Regions from separate parts of the Mus musculus genome. Here all the other regions are linked to region 2. Evidence: chromatin contacts called from public Hi-C and HiChIP or PLAC-seq data. All regions are on one chromosome and are shown on one strand. The core of a region is the stretch at or near the end of the contact, and the rest is flanking DNA. Distances in the headings are between cores, read along the strand shown. Region 1 holds the start of Prpsap2 (phosphoribosyl pyrophosphate synthetase-associated protein 2). Region 2 holds the start of Mief2 (mitochondrial elongation factor 2). Region 3 holds the start of H2aw (H2A.W histone).

Evidence for each region. A called contact is a pair of places that touch in the nucleus more often than the background predicts. HiChIP or PLAC-seq counts read pairs in DNA pulled down with a chosen protein or histone mark.
Region 1: a Hi-C map of B cells shows a contact between it and region 2, with 8 read pairs. The contact joins the promoter of Prpsap2 here to the promoter of Mief2 in region 2. A contact is called at or near these places in 3 of 39 promoter capture datasets (cranial neural crest, liver and pre-B cells), 1 of 484 Hi-C or Micro-C datasets (B cells) and 1 of 115 datasets of contacts at active chromatin or transcription factors (large pre-B cells).
Region 3: a FOXA1 HiChIP or PLAC-seq map of pancreatic cancer cells shows a contact between it and region 2. The contact joins the promoter of H2aw here to the promoter of Mief2 in region 2. A contact is called at or near these places in 1 of 39 promoter capture datasets (pre-B cells), 1 of 484 Hi-C or Micro-C datasets (B cells) and 1 of 115 datasets of contacts at active chromatin or transcription factors (pancreatic cancer cells).

Annotation. Positions count from the first base shown.
Region 1 is chr11:61,760,441-61,763,844 of GRCm38.p6, reverse strand. Prpsap2 (phosphoribosyl pyrophosphate synthetase-associated protein 2) reads left to right here and starts at 1,757. Exons shown (of 12, transcript NM_144806.2): 1 at 1,757-1,891.
Region 2 is chr11:60,726,965-60,730,264 of GRCm38.p6, reverse strand. Mief2 (mitochondrial elongation factor 2) reads right to left here and starts at 1,867. Exons shown (of 4, transcript NM_001009927.2): 1 at 1,698-1,867. It overlaps Flii (flightless I actin binding protein), which reads left to right and starts at 3,002. Exons shown (of 30, transcript NM_022009.2): 1 at 3,002-3,138. The coding sequence starts at 3,076. It overlaps Mir5100 (microRNA 5100), which reads right to left and starts at 1,602; the gene lies at 1,539-1,602.
Region 3 is chr11:58,953,297-58,956,260 of GRCm38.p6, reverse strand. H2aw (H2A.W histone) reads right to left here and starts at 1,576. Exons shown (of 1, transcript NM_178218.4): 1 at 1,069-1,576. The coding sequence starts at 1,523. The coding sequence ends at 1,131. It also overlaps the pseudogene H2bu1-ps and a transcript of Trim17 not described here.

The sequences.
Region 1 (3,404 bases), core at 508-3,007, 1.0 Mb before region 2:
GATTCAAAAGGCTTATTTCTATTAGTCACAAGATGTTGGCTCCGACACAGAGGTGGACAAGAAATGGCTGTTCAAGCCAGGCGGTGGTGGCGCACGCCTTTAATCCCAGCACTTAGGAGGCAGAGGCAGGCGAATTTCTGAGTTCGAGGCCAGCCTGGTCTACAGAGTGAGTTTCAGGACAGTCAGGGCTATACAGAGAAACCCTGTCTTGAAAAACCAAAAAAAAAAAAAAAAAAAAAAGAAATGGCTGTTCCAGAGGGCCAAAATTAATCCAAGAAAAGGTAAACTAGCCTCTGAACCTGCAACATCCCAATCTCCCCCACAGTACTGAAATTGTCATCAGTCAGCCAGACACAGCTTCTTTTCAGTTTTCGTGCATACTTCCCATGAATTCTAGCTACCCACAAGCCCTCCTATGAATTCTAACCATCCTCAGCCTTCTGATAATTAATTCTAGCCACCTGTGCATCCTCCCATAAATGTCTGCTTGTCTCACTTGTGAACTGGAAGTGCAGTGGATGAGAGCCTTTAAGTATACACATGGAGCAAGGCACTGCAGGTGGTGCCTATCTATTGCTTTGTCACTGGCATCTGAGTACCCACAGCAATTAAATAGAGATAAGTCTTACCCCATTTCTGAAAGTTACTGTTAATATATATTAATATAAAATATAGATAATAATAAATAATGCCTTGATACCTGGCATGCACTATATGTTTGTTATGTTATAAATAGGGATCACTGGGGGCTGGTGAGATGGCTCAGTGGGTAAGAGCACCCGACTGCTCTTCCAAAGGTCCAGAGTTCAAATCCCAGCAACCACATGGTGGCTCATAACCATCTGTAATGAGATCTGACTCCCTCTTCTGGAGTGTCTGAAGACAGCTACAGTGTATTTACTGTATAATAAATAAATAAATATTTAAAAAAAAAAGAAAGAGAGGAAGGGCCAAGTAGCCCCTTAAAAAATAGGGATCACCATATTTCAAGGTATAAAGAATTCAGCAATGATATATCAACAGCAACCAATTTGCTAGGAATGATGGCCACCCTTTTAATCCTAACACTCAGGAGGCAGAGACAGATGGATCTCTGTGAGTTCCAGGTCACCCAGAGCTACAATTTTTTAAAAAACTAACTTTTAGAATGTTTAATTATTTGTATATGTTTATGTTTATATGAGTGCAGGTGGCTGAGGAGGCCAGAGACATCAGGGAGACTTGGAGCTAGAATTACAGGCAGTTGTGAACTGCCTGACATTGGTTCTGGGAACCAAACTCAGCTTCTCTGGAAAAGCAGTATATACTCTTAACCACTGAAAAGAAGGAAGGGACAACAAAGCGAATAATTATGAATGATAACTGCTCATCGACTGTATGCTAAGAACCATGCCAAGAGGTTCGCAGATTTCTCACTCACTCCTCCCAACCCCAGGAGATGGGGGTACTGCTGTCATCTCTTTTTCAGAAGAACTCAGGTCAAAGAGGTGACTTGCTCAGTCTTGCAGGACAGTAAAGACTTGAACCCAGTCAGAACCTATGAATTTTAACCACACTTCCAACCACGCCCACTCTAATTCTCCCCCACTTTCCTCGAGTCTGACCACGCCCACACAACATCCTCCCGCCCACTCTGGCGGCCACGCCCACAGCATCAAATGCATTGCCTTCTACCCCACTTTCTGCCCCGCCCCTCTTCCTCCAGACCACGCCCCTCGACGGCCTCGCCCACTCTAGTCAGTTGCCCTCAGGCCCCGCCCCTGGCCTCGCAGTCTCGAAAGACTTTCTCGCGCTTAGAGTCGCCATTTTGCTGTAAGACGCCGTGCGGAGCTCTGTGCTCTCTTCCTTCGGCAGCCGAGGCTGCGGCGGGCCGGGCTGGGGTCGGGACCAGGTAGGCGGGCGGGAGCCTCGGCGGGCGGACGGCGGGCCCCGCGAGCTCGCGCGGTGCCGGGCGGGAGCCATGGCCCTTGTTGCTCCGGGGCGAGCCCGGGGCCCCGTGTTCGGCTCCACCAGCCTTAGTGGATGATTGGGCTCCAATCAGACGTAGGAGGAGCGGCATAAGATACTCTGCAGAAAAATCTCTTCCTCAATCTGTTACATTATTGATAAGGATTTATTTTTCTTATATCGATATTGGCAGAGTTTGGGTGTTTAGCTTTTGTGAGGGATACGAAAATACTGAACCGAGCTTTGAGGCCTGAGGAAGTGTGAGTTCTAATGTTTTATGTTTTTTTTTTTTCTTTTTTTTTTTTTTTCTTGCGGTTCTGGAGTCGAATGCAAGGTGAAGCAATGCAAGCGGCCTGCCATTGACCCATCTCATGCCCTAGTGCTTAACAATTTAAATGCACAAATAAAAATAAAATAGGTGCGTGCCCCTAAGCCCCACTATAGGAAACCTTTCTTGTCTTTTAACTGCTGTAGTTTGTATCATTATTATCCAATTTTTGCAGAGATATGCACATTATATTCATTAGCTACTCTGTGGTTTAACATAGAACCAGTGTTTCTGTTCTTAAATAATCTTGCAGTTTGTGGGGCTTGATGGCACACCCCTTAATCTCAGAGACTGGTGAAAGGATCTTGAGGGCTCATGGTCCACAGAGCGAGTTCCTGGCAAACAGGGCTACAAAGTTGTTGGGGGTTTTTTGTTTGTTTGTTTGTTTGTTTGTTTTGTTTTGTTTTTAAATTGTACTTTCTATCATTGACAATATAGCTCTATACTTGGGATAAGCTCCAAGAATTGACAACACCAAAACATAGTTCTGTGCTCTTTCTTTGGCATTTAGTATGTATCTTTTTTTCTGATAAGGTATGTTTGCAATAGACATTTCAAAATCTGGGTATTTGATTCTATTGCCTGTAGTTCATCAGGTTGCCAAGTCATGCTCTGTATGACTGAGAGTCGCAACCTATTGTTGTATGCAGGGAACTGTATTGCATATCAGACTGCTACCCCACTCTGTCCTTCAGGGGCCACTGTTATGAGGAAGAGGTTACCTCGTATGACTTCGTTAAAGTCTGGGAAGTAATGTCAAACCTGTTTTCCTATTAAAACTGCTTCCCCAGGTGTGGGGGCTGGAGAACTGGCTGGTTAAGAATACTAGTTGTTCAAGACTGAGTCAGTTCCAGCACCCACCCACGTGACAGCCTACAACCACCTCTAATGCTAGACCCACCCAATCTGACACCCTCTGCTGGTCTCCAAGAGTACCAGGCACACGCGGTGTGCAGAGAAAACACCCATACACATTAAATGAATAAAAGTTACTTCTCCAAATTTAAAATAGTTTTAGATTTATTTCCTGCTTCTCCCAAGTTGTCACAAAAACAAAACAAAAAATCAAAACTCTCAGAACAGCATTAGCCATAAGAAAGCAAAATGCCAGTAACCACAGAATATGGAA
Region 2 (3,300 bases), core at 618-3,117:
CGTAAGGCATAGATGCTTAGCAATGACCAAGAGGGTGGTTTCTGGGGACCCGTGAGAAAGGGGCTGCTCAAAGAGTTTCTTGGAGGGAATCAGGGGACCTGCCAGCCCCCTCCCTGAATCCTGCAAGCCTCCAAGCCCTGGAAAAGGGTTCATATAGGAAGGATCCAGGCCTTTCTCCTGACTCCACCCCAAGACCTTGGGAATCTGGGTTCAACATCACCACCCTGAGTCTACAAAGACAAAAGTTGCCAAGCCACAAACTGAGTGCTAAGGTCTGGGATTCACAGCACAGCCCCCAGACTCTTCCACTCCCAAAGCCTGAGTATTTTCCCCATGCCTCCTGGTCGAGTTCCCTCACTCCTAATCAGAACCTACCCAGAACAGCCATACTGTGTGAAAACCAGTCAGGAGGAACCCAAAGGCCCAGAAATACTTGTAATATGGGTTTCCAGAAAGTTTGCCTGGGTGGGGCCTGTCAGACCTTTGATAGACCCTTAGCAAATTCAGGAATCTAGATAGTGGCCCCCCCAGACCTTGACAAGAAAACTACCTGGGCTAGGGCAACCCCATCAGAGCCAGGCTGAAGGCCCCAGGGTGCAGTGGTGAGTGAAGTAGGCTTAAATAAACACTGAATCAGGACAAGCTGGCCAGGGCCCATGGACTCGGAACAAAGTTGGAGAGGGTAAGAAGGTGAGAGAAAGGCCCGGAGCCAAGGGCTTCTGTTTATTTGTACGACCGCACCAGTAAGGACTGGGAAGTGTGTGACTGGCCCAGTCAGGAACTTGGGAAAAAGTCACAGAAATCCACAGGCCCAGGCCACTAAGCCAGAAAGGTCATTGCCTGCCGGGGCACCAAGGACTTCAGCCCTTCTTTCAGGGCCATGGTTGCCTTGGGACTCAGTTGCCAAGTGACAAGATGCCTAGAGTAGCTGAAGCCTTAGGCACTGTGTGACTCAGCTGAGACACCTGTCCATGCTCCCCAGACTAAAAATAAGACCCTGTCCTCGAGCCTGGTAAGGTCAAAGGGCAGCCAGGGAGCCTACTCCAAGCTCAGAAACAGCTCTGCTCTGTTACTGCCCACCACTGCCCTCAGAGCAGTAAGCCACTCTGCAAATGGAAGGGGCTTGCATTCCATCACCTGTCTAAAGTGGGACTCAGCCCTACACCTAGAGGGGTCTTGTATTCAAACTCCAGTAAGAAAGGAATAAAATAGGTGACTAAATATAACCCACTTAGGCCCTATGTGGTGGTGCAGGCCTTTAATTTCAGCACTGAAGAGGCAGAGGCAGTCAAGGCAAGCCTGGTCTACACACTGAGTTGGAGGATAGCCAGAGTTACATAATAGAGCCTCTATTCAAAACAAAACAAAAATAACAAAATAACCCGACTCTTGACAGCCTGAACTTCACCTGTTCTTACATTCTGGCCAAAGCTGATTGCTTCTGATCATGACTGAGCAGAAACGTGTAACCAAATAGGCTCTTAGACTCTATTCAAGAGCGAAGTCACTGTGGCCCTGGAAATCGTGTGCAATACCCAAGTCGGGAAGAGGCACCGCTGGGATTCGAACTCTGCTCTTCAGTTCCCAAGTCCTCCCTCCCACCGCAGTGACCGCAGGCCACGCCCCCACCTGCCCCGGGATGCGCGCCACGCCCAGTGCTGGGAGACACCGGGCCACCCGGTGCGCTGTAGCCGTACCTGCGTCCGAGCGTCAGCGCATGGACCCAAGGACAGGGCGAGTAGGACCCTGGAGGCCCAGGACTCGCCTAGGAATGGAACGTTCAAACCCCGGGAACCGAACGCCGAGGCCCGAGGCGGCAAGTGACCCGAAAGGCACGCTGGATAAGCAGGCCTTCGCTCCAATCCGAGCGCACAACTCCTGCGCACACGTGCTCAAAACGGAGCAGCTCAGCCAATGATCGCCAGGCACGCCCCGGGACCGTCTGGGGCGGAAACCACAAGCATACTCCGGATTTAAAGGCGCAAGGTTATATTGATAGCGCAAGGGGGGCGGGGGAGGTGGTGAGTGTGACAATCATTCAGGGGCTTGTCTAGTTTACTTACTTTCGGGTGTTTTGTTTCTTGAGAAAGGGCCTCACACTAAAGCCACAACTGACATCGAATTCTCAGCAGTCGTACTTAGTCTCACATCTGACCTTGTGTGTACTTGTAATGAGAGCCTCAGTGTGGAGTCTGAGCTCATGGTCCCTTGGTGGGCCAGGCAGACAAAACTGCAGTTAGCCCAAAGGCCCACATTCTGCCTCTCAAGTTCGCCCCTGTTAGAGTGCCTGGTGGTTCCATTTCCGTTTGGCCTGCCTGACACATAATGGGAAAAGAGCTCTGCCATCTGTCGTGGGAACTCTATCAGTCTCTTCCCTCCTGAAACCCGGGATGCCAGACCCTGGACTTCCATAGAACAGCTGTGTCTGTTTATGGGAAACCTACTGTATGCTGGCCAGGGCAAGATGGCCACTAAGAGCTTGGCCCAGGAGATATACACTGATCTAGAGCACAAAACAAATCAATAAAGAATGGTGACTGGAGTCCTGATGCCAAGGGAGAATTGTGAGTGTTTGTGCAGCCTGCTCTCTAAGCTGCCACATGTGAGTACTCTGGCAACTTTGGGGACCGTGTTACACATGATCAAAGTTGAGTCCTGAAGCTGAAGGATTAGGTCCCAAAGCCCCGGAAGTCTCACCACTACCACCACCACCACCACCACTGATCCCTCACACACAAACTGCCTGTGTCCCTGACGTTGTTACCACCATCACTCCTGGGTCACGGCCAGCCCCAGAGGCTACAGCAGCCCAAGCGACAGTGCCTGGACCCCACCCTCCACGTTCCGACAGGAGACTGGAAGTGTTGATCATCTCCAGCGGGACCCCTACAGGCCTCCCCAGAACTCTGGTCCCAGGGAGGCCTCGCAGCTCTGGGAGTCGCCTAGCAGCACTTCCCGCAGAGGCCGCGGCCGGGAGGCGGCGCGCGCGGGTTAAAGGGGCGGGGCCGGCGCTGACCCAGCCCGCGGCTCTCGGCCGCCCCGCGTCCTCCCTGCCCGTAAGAGAGCTGCGCCACCATGGAGGCCACCGGGGTGCTGCCGTTCGTGCGCGGCGTGGACCTCAGCGGCAACGACTTCAAGGTTAGCTGGGGGAGAAGGGGAAAGGCGACCCCTAGGCCGTCTCCCCGGGCCGCTTCCTCTGCGCTTCCGGGACCGGCGGGCGGGGCGGGCGGGCCTCCGCGAGTCTTCCCGGGCCTGCCCCGCCCGGGGCGGAAGACCTGGGCGGGGGCTCCGGGGGTCTGG
Region 3 (2,964 bases), core at 327-2,826, 1.8 Mb after region 2:
TGTATAATCTATACGCAGTCTATTGATCACTCTGTTAAGACTCACCGTTAAGGAAAATTGCTTATCCTTAGACAAATGGCTTTAAGACGTTGGTATTTTATGAGCAGCTCTGTAGTTACAGACGGTGTCTGAGGAGCCCAGGCTTGAACAGATCCAGTTTCAGTACAGTCTATATAAATTATATAATAAACATTATATAACTGTCTTCGTGGCCTGTATTGTTAAATTTTAAATAGTGTACAGCAGTTAACAGGGAAGAGGCCCAATTCTGTGCCATTTAAAACGATTTAAAGGTAACTCATTTAACCCCCTCCTCTCCCTTTCCCAACCACGCTCCTGATTTACCTGTAACTCAACCATTCGTCATGCTGCTTAAAGAAGTCACAATCATCTATAAAAGCATGTCCTTAGTATGATGCTGCTTTAAACTTTATGACAAAGGACACTGCTGTACTCTCACACCTAGTTTAACCAGAACCTGACAAATCACTTTGCTCCCCAAGGTTAAGCTACTTAAGTGGATCCGATTAACCAGTTCCAAAGGCCTGCAGGACCACCATGCTCATCTGTAATCCTACCACTAAGCAGGCTGAAGCAGCCTAGAGACCGGCTCCCCACCCCCACAAAGGAAACCAGCAAAACTCCAAAGTTGTAAATCGCCTTGTAACAGAACATTTATATAAACAAGTAGATTTGAAATACCAAGTCTCCCCTCAGAAACCTTTGAAAACCCCGTCCTAACTGGAAGACTTGAACATGTCAATTTAACCCAGTTTCAATAGAAACACTAGCATCTAAACCAGAACCTTATACTAATTTCTATTATTAAGTATCCCCTTAATGTCCAAACACGAACGTTAACTGCAACCTTGTGTCTGACACGGAGTGGTGGGGAGAAACTCGAACGCCTCCAACGGCCCGCAGGCCACCCGCAGATGAAGCCGTTGGTCTCCCTTGAGCTCCCCAAGCGCCGCACAGGGATGCAGGAATGCACGGAAGGAGTCAGGAGAACTGGCCTGGCCAGTAACTGGCGACAGGCTCAGTGTACAGCGCTTTCTAATGAGGTTGTGGGTGGCTCTGAAAAGAGCCTTTGGTGTCTGTAAAAGTCGCACTAACGACCGGTAGGGGCCTCACTTGCCCTTGGCCTTGTGGTGGCTCTCGGTCTTCTTGGGCAGTAGCACGGCCTGGATGTTGGGCAGGACGCCGCCCTGCGCGATGGTCACGCGGCCCAGCAGCTTGTTGAGCTCCTCGTCGTTGCGGATGGCCAACTGCAGGTGGCGCGGGATGATTCGCGTCTTCTTATTGTCGCGGGCCGCATTACCAGCCAATTCCAGGATCTCAGCAGTCAGATATTCTAGCACAGCCGCCAGGTACACCGGGGCACCAGCGCCGACCCGCTCCGAATAATTACCCTTACGGAGAAGGCGGTGCACACGGCCCACTGGAAACTGCAGGCCGGCACGGGAAGAACGAGACTTCGCTTTTGCACGAGCTTTGCCGCCCTGCTTGCCACGACCAGACATCTTCCACTGATAACCAAAAGTACGCAAAAACAGAAAAGAAACCTAGCGAAAACGAATTCGTAAGCGCCAGCAAGCTCTTATATATGATCAGGAGGGAGGCTAGACTGCACCTTCCTATTGGATGCCAACAAGAACCAATCAGAAAAGAACGCGGAGCCTTCCTAATTTGCATATGCCTTACCCCGCGATGACGTAATGTAAAATTGTATTCAATCAAAGGGAGTGATGCCTGATCCTTCATTTGAATGCAAGGCATACAAATATTCTTGCTACAGGGGCGTCCGCGTTTCCGTAGTACAACTAGACATTATGCCTGATCCATCCAAATCAGCTCCAGCCCCCAAGAAAGGCTCCAAAAAGGCGGTCACCAAGGCGCAGAAAAAGGATGGCAAGAAACGCAAACGGGGCCGCAAGGAGAGCTACTCCATCTACGTGTACAAGGTGCTGAAGCAGGTGCATCCGGACACCGGCATCTCGTCTAAGGCCATGGGCATCATGAACTCGTTCGTCAATGACATCTTCGAGCGCATCGCCAGCGAGGCCTCCCGCCTGGCGCATTACAACAAGCGCTCGACCATCACGTCCCGCGAGGTGCAGACAGCCGTGCGCCTGCTGCTGCCCGGGGAGCTGGCCAAGCATGCTGTGTCCGAGGGCACCAAGGCAGTCACCAAATACACCAGCTCCAAGTGAGGCGCGGCGAGGGTGCCCTCAATTCAAAGGCTCTTTTCAGAGCCACCCATACAGTCGTTAAAAGGGTCTTGAACACAGTGCGGGCCACTGACGATTGCCACGCGCCCGAGGCGTTCCCTGACACTGGGTGCGGCCAAGTCCGATTTTTGAGCGAGAAATGTGGGGGTATGGCTGCTTTGCCCTTCCTAAGCGTAGAGTGTGAACGACAGCTGCAGGAGCAGGCAAGGGGCGTGAGTCCTCTCCCCAAGCCTGAAGTTTCGGTGGGCGAGGTCACAGTGAGGTGGTATTCTGGATGTGGGCCCCCTTGGTGGCCTCTGAATCTGTGTTCCCTTTAGCACCCTTTCCATCCTTTTCTGGAATAGAGAGGCGTCTTTAGCCCCTGAAAACTATTCTGACATTATATCATGTCAATAAACCCTGCACTAGCAGTATGCTGGAAACGGGGCGGGGGGAGGGGCGGCACACCGCAAAGCCTGTGTGCAGGAGCTAGGATGTAATTAGCCTGAGCTGCCAGCAAGCAGTTTCAGTGGTTAGGGGATGGGAGGTGGGAAAGAGTTCCGTTGTTTTGAGCAAGAGTTGTTCCCCTAAAGCTGCATAATTTTCTGTGAAGCATTAGTAAAAGAATAATCCACACTCAGCATTTATTTGGAGAACGTCATTAAAAATTTTTTTATTAGATATTTTCTTTATTTACATTTCAAATCCTATCTCCCTTTCTGGTTTCCCCTCCGAAAACACCCTATTTCCTCCT